Linked DNA regions of Mus musculus: region 2 is linked to region 1. Evidence: chromatin contacts called from public HiChIP or PLAC-seq data. All regions are on one chromosome and are shown on one strand. The core of a region is the stretch at or near the end of the contact, and the rest is flanking DNA. Distances in the headings are between cores, read along the strand shown. Region 1 overlaps Egln3 (egl-9 family hypoxia-inducible factor 3). Region 2 has its middle 14 kb from the start of Gm40425.

Region 1 (3,014 bases), core at 330-2,829:
ACATACTTAGGGGGTCTGAGTTGTAATATTCCTTGATAAATAGCAAGGTTACTTCACGAGTAAAAAGACTAGTCCAGACCAGTCCCAAACTAAGCCACTGACAGATCAGTGATTCCCAACAGAGCCTGAAAACAGAGCTGGGCCTCACACACACTTCGTGCTAGAGGATGAGTAGTGGCCTGGCTTTGCAATGAACCTGAAGTTTAAATCAGAGGATATCTACACCTTTTATTTGTCGCAGCTAGCAATCCCTCAGCCCACCTCAGAAAGAGCCACTATGCTGTCACGTGTAGAGCTGAAGTTGCTCTGTTAGCCTGAACGTCTGTCTCCCCGAAAGTTGGATTTTGAAGTGACTGTAATAAGGATTTGACAAATTATGGCATTATCAAATAGATGGTGTCTTGAAAAAGGGTGATTGCTGGTGTGGCTGGAGAGGAAGAGACAAATGAAGTTGCCTACAACATAGGGAATTACCTATTCCTGGAAGCAGTGGCCAGAAGTGTAAGGGCCAACAATGAAAGTCACTTAGCACCATTACTCCATGATTTCCCCCACCATCCCAGTCTCCCCTGCTGTCAGTCAGTGCTTTAGCTTTATATTCCCAAACAGCTCTGCTCCCAGAAAAGGTCAGTGGTCTGGATGCCTGCCATCTACCTCGTCTGCAACTGTCTGTGGTCCCAGGCTATTTCACATGATGAGGAGGACGGGCTGTGCAGTTTATATCGATTGCCGATTTGACAGGATGTAGGATCACCTTGGAGACAGATCTCTGGGCTTGTCCGAGATAGATTTTGTAGATTGGGTTAATTGAGGTGGAAAGACCTGTCCTAACTAAAAAGGGAGAAAACGAGCTAGCTGGCCACCAGCATCCTTTTCCCTCTGCTTCCTGACTGTGGAATCACCCTGACCAGCTGCTTTGAGCTTGCACCACGACTTCCTGCCACAATGCACTGTGCCTTGGGACTTGAGCCAAAATAAATCCTTCCTTCCTTCAGTTGCTTTTGTCCGGTGTTTCGGGTGTTTTGTTACAGCAACGAGACAAGTAATTGACACAGTCCTCCAACGTCCAAAGAGAGAGAAGACTCGATCGGAGCTCAGTGTACCGTGTGTGGAGAGAGCAGTGTCTTGCAGCACATTAAGAAGCACAAATGGGCTTTAGAACTCAGCTTGAATTAAAATACAGGCAGGAAATACAGACTGTTCCCACAAACACACCCTCCACTAACTGCTGCAGGTATAAAAGAGAGAATGTGCCGGCACAGTTCCTTGTGGACTTACCACTAAGACACCTCTCTAATTGTGAGCATACACGTTGTGAAGGGAAGGGGAAAAAAAATCTTTTTTTCTGGCCAGAGTGCAAGTCACCCTCTCTCTGACTCCAGAAGCCATGTGCACCACGTTTAAACAATGGGAGGAAACCACGGGCCGCTCAAAGGTCCCGCCGCAACCTTACTGACCAATTGTACCACTGAGGTTTCTGGCTGAGTGCCATAGGAGATGGGTTTTGGCTCAGACACATTCCCAACTGCCAGGATCTCAAACTGTGAAGCTAAGGATGCACTGATGGGCAAACCTCAGTGTTGAGTCATCAGACCCATGCCAATTTGTGCACGGGGCAGTAACAGACTCCGGAAACTGATGGGCTTATCAGATCTGTTATCTAAACCTCATCAAGTCTGTAAAAGGAGCCAGAGTGCAGGTCCGAGGGAAATGTTGCAACACTTCATTGTTTTATGGGAACGAGGAAGGTATCTTACTATAGGGGTTTTTTATTGGTAAAAACTTCCTGACTTGACCAATACTTGAAATCTACAGCAGTTTAATAGCACATCAGTGTCCCTGTGGTAGCATGGTCACTGTACCCCTGGTTCTAGGCCTGGGCTTGCAGATGAATCAGCGTGTCTTCTGATTCTGCACATTCTCTGACGTGTCACCGGCCCCGGCACTGGCCCCGGCACTGGCCCCGGCACAAACCCCCCATCCCCAGAGGCCTCTCCACAGCTCTGTAGCAACAGGAAATGAGAGGAATGAACCAGGTGTTCCCGAGCTGGCTCAACACCAGAGATATGTGCTTCAAGACACCTCCATGGTCACGTTCAGGCAAGAAGAAGTGCACACATATAGAAGAACTAAAGCAGAATCCAAGTATAAAATCTACTTTACAAAAGGCCACCAGGAGAAAAGAAAACCATGCATCTGTGAGGGGCTGTGGGAGAATTACTGTGTTCAGAGATCAAGCCCAGGGTGGACACTCCAAGGCCTCAACTGGATGTTCCAAAGCAACCAGCCACAGCTAGAGTAAGGAGACAGTTTTAAAACCAGTATGCACAGCTTCAACTGTTCACTCAGCAACAATGATCATTCACACTTAGTACTTCTCTACAGATCAAACTGCAGATGGGGGTGGAGGAGGGGGTGGAGGCAAGCAGTAGAGTCACACCTAACATGTGCCACAGCATAGGTCTGGCTCCTAGCCGCTCAAAAAGAAAGAAGCCATACCATGCATTTTCATTAAAATGAGTATATATATATCACATTACACATTGCTCAGGACTTTGGAATCATATTTCTTGGTATAACTTGATCTTTACAAATGCAAAGTTGCATGTTATGCAAATTTTTACTGAGCAAAAAACTTTTTAAAACTGATCATTTTATTTATAACAATTAACAATTGATATACAGATATTGTTTAAGCCTGAAACAGTATCTCACAGCTGTTACTCAGTTCCTGAGGTGGCTGAAGCAGGAGCATCACACATTTTAGAGTAGCCTGTCTAACAAAAGGAGATGCAGTCAAAAGGAGATACAACGAAAAGCCAAACCATGAGCAGTAGAACTGTAAAGATATCTGGCTGAACAGCCTTTAAATTTTGGTCTACTGACAAATTGGACCTCTTACTTACTAAACAAATATTAGCAACAGCTTTTCAAGAGTGTTTTTTAATTCTCCTTTTGGGGGGGGGATTTAATATTATTGCTTAATTATGTCTCCATGGGTAGGAAAGGACTGG
Region 2 (3,014 bases), core at 212-2,711, 350 kb after region 1:
TCCTTTCTCCAAAGGAAAGCTCACGGGGGCAGGGATCTGATTGCTGATCACTGCGTCATCTGAGGACTAGATGAAAGATAAAGAGACCAGAGATAGTTTTACATCCTCTTCTGGCTGTTTTAACTTTCTTTTCCCTTTCAATTTCCCCCTTAACCAGTCAGTAATAAAAGGCAAAATTAACTAAGTTCTGTCTTATCTCCATTCCATAGCTTCTACGTTCATGAGGAAGCGAGCGGTAAGCGATAAAAAATAATCTGAAAGAGACAGAATGAGTTGAGAAACCAGGAGACAAGTGATTTCAGACAGCCAGCTGCAGATGCCTCAGTGAGAAAAGACGTTCGCTTCAGAGTTCACCCCTGGAGACAGAAAGCACTATAGTTTTTGCTTAATTTAATTTAATATGGTAATTACTGGGAGAAAAAAGAATCCTAAGAATAAATGAGTGTTACATTTTTCAGCAATGCTTGTTTTTATTTTGTTTGTTGAATCTGTTATCTCACCGTGTCTTGTTGAAGATACTAAGTGTAGTCTAAGTCTAGATGATCCTGAGAAGAAAATATTAAATTACCATCAGTAACGAATACCTAATGCTTATAACCTGATACAATTAATATTTCCAGCAATGATTTAACATAAAAGCATAAATGACACCATAGAGTACTCACATTCTTTACTCTGAAGTATTTATTATTTTAATTCTAACTTCTGAGAACCCCTCGCACTGATGATTTTTTTAGGTAAGGGTGCTTTGCTTTATGTGTGTCACTGAACCATAAACAAGGCTGGCTTTCTGCACAGGAGACTGAAGTCATCAGAGTCCTTGGAACTGGAGTTCCAGACAGTTATAAGCTGCCATGTGAGCGCTTGGAATCAGATCCGGGTCCCCTAGGAGAGCTGCTGGTGCTCTTAGCCACTGAGCCATCTCTGGCCCCCACGATCAAGTCTTTTACATGGCTATTTTCAATACTGGAGGACAGAAGGCTCTTTTAGTATCTACATGACAGCTGAATGTCCCTTCTGACCCCTCCCCCCCCCCCCCCCCCCCCGCGCCCCGATAATCTGCACAGCAGCCCAGTCACAGAGGTAAATCATGCTGTGGTATAGATGTGGAAGCCAAAAGATAACTTTTGGGAATTGGTTCTTTCTTTCCACCATGCGTGCCTAAGGAACTGAAAACTGGTCAGCAGGCTTGGAGACATTTAAATGGTCCTTAAGAAAGCCCAGATGCTGCTTGGGGGGAGGGGGAGCATCAGGAAAGCATCAGGAGAGGAGGAGCCAGTCCTGGTCGCCTCTGCCTCCTGCCTCCTGCCTCCTGCCTCCTGCCTCCTGCCTCCTGCCTCCTGCCTCCTGCCTCCTGCCTCCTGCCTCCTGCCTCCTGCCTCCTGCCTCCTGCCTCCTGCCTCCTGCCTCCTGCCTCCATCTGCCATGGCCTGTAGGGACTTTGAAACTCCCCAACTACCCTCTATGAAAGGCAGCTCTGTCCTTACTATGATGCAGTGTTGTTTTATGACTTTGGGGAATTACTCATAGTATTGATGGCTGGTGAATTAACATAATGGTTTTTTAGTTCTTTGTGAGGGAGTTTTCAGACTTCCTGTTAGGGACCATAAAGAAACAAAAAATGATCCACTGTCCTGAGACAATCTCTCTATCCACCCCTCCTCCTTTTTTTTTTTTTAATTCAAAAATCCCACAGAAAACTATAGGAACTGAAAAGTCTCAAAATTCACAGCAAAGCAATTGCTGCGTTCCCAGTGTCAACTATATAACCTTGGGTTGTTTTTTTTTTTCCTGAGTCTGTCCCAGAAGGCTTTGTTCCCATTCACACAAACCTGAACAAGGAGTCACTCATAAAGAACATTCACACATTAAAAAAAAAAAAAAAAATATGGGAGATGTTGAAAAGAAAGAGCTACATCGCTCATTTGGAGGACAGTAAATGAGGTCCTGAAGGTCCTTCTGGATTGGTTGACTCTGGGAATTCATGTTTCTCCATTTCCACACTGAACGGGTAACCAAGTTCCTCTCAGCGCCAGCTCCATCCACCCTGGAGACAATCCTTGGCTCTCTCATTGCTCTGTGTAATTCTGTTCTGTTTCATCTCTTGTTCCAAATTGAAATCCTCACACTTCTTCCAGCGTCCATGTTTCTTACAAGTTAGATTGATGACTTTTTCCTCCCTAGAGGTTTTTCGTTTAAGTCAACACACTTACGAGTCTGTTCACAGCGAACACTGTTCACTCCCCCAAGAGGAATTCTAGGGACTCCAAGGAGCTCCTTGTGGAAGACAGAGGTTTTATTCAGAGTCTGGAATTGTGCACGCTCTCTTGGGGTTCATTCAGAGTATTCTTCCCGCTTTTACAGAGATGTATCAAGCCTGTTGCCAAGCAAAGGCTTGCCTACAATCATGGCTTTAAATTTTTCAGCCAGGAGCCAAGAGTGATGGCGCATGCGCATAATCTCATTACCTGGGAGGTGGGGGCAGGAGGCTCCAGAGTTTGAGGCTGGTCTTGGCTATGTAGTGAATTGGAGGCCAGCCTGGGTTACGTGAGACCCTGTTTTAATACATCATGGGGTGGGGGTATCGGCCACGCCTATAGGAAACCGGAGTTGCTAAATCCGAAAGACTTTATCTTTATGTGTCGATCCAAATAACGCACAGGAGGAGGGTAGTATGAGCCAAAAGATCTTCAGCTAGGTTTGGCCTAATTTGTAATATCAATAGTCTGCTTTGTGGACAGCAGTATCCTTTAAAAGCACATCCTGTCCCCCAAAACAGCAATTTTATCTAGTTGTGTTCAACATACAAATATAGTTTTTACATTCCCAGTGCTATTGGATAAAGACCGGAATTCAAGCTTTCTACCACTTGGCCCATCCTGACGTCCCAACCTGCCCTTAAAGGAGCTTTGGCTTCTGTCCATCCAAATGGACACTCTCCTCCGCCTCCCTGTGCCGGTCTTCTACAGAAAATGCTTCCTCACCAGCTCTGCCTAACACAGCCCAGCCCCTGC

What was found. HiChIP or PLAC-seq counts read pairs in DNA pulled down with a chosen protein or histone mark.
Region 2: a contact with region 1 is called in a FOXA1 HiChIP or PLAC-seq map of pancreatic cancer cells. The contact joins two enhancer-like sites. A contact is called at or near these places in 6 of 484 Hi-C or Micro-C datasets (Th1 cells, bone marrow-derived macrophages, brown adipocytes and 2 more), 5 of 115 datasets of contacts at active chromatin or transcription factors (the HL-1 cell line, T-cell acute lymphoblastic leukemia, bone marrow-derived dendritic cells and 2 more) and 1 of 9 other capture datasets (embryonic stem cells).

What each region holds. Positions count from the first base shown.
Region 1 is chr12:54,186,447-54,189,460 of GRCm38.p6, forward strand. All of the region lies in intron 1 of Egln3 (egl-9 family hypoxia-inducible factor 3), which reads right to left. Among named protein-coding and RNA genes, the nearest start is that of Gm40424, 11 kb to the left of the region's middle. Within about 2 kb of position 1,580, at least 76 of the 459 cell types and tissues checked have an H3K27ac peak or open chromatin away from gene starts, as enhancers often do. A contact at or near this core is called in pancreatic cancer cells, where this site is marked.
Region 2 is chr12:54,534,875-54,537,888 of GRCm38.p6, forward strand. No RefSeq gene overlaps it. Among named protein-coding and RNA genes, the nearest start is that of Gm40425, 14 kb to the right of the region's middle. Within about 2 kb of position 1,462, at least 16 of the 459 cell types and tissues checked have an H3K27ac peak or open chromatin away from gene starts, as enhancers often do. A contact at or near this core is called in pancreatic cancer cells, where this site is marked.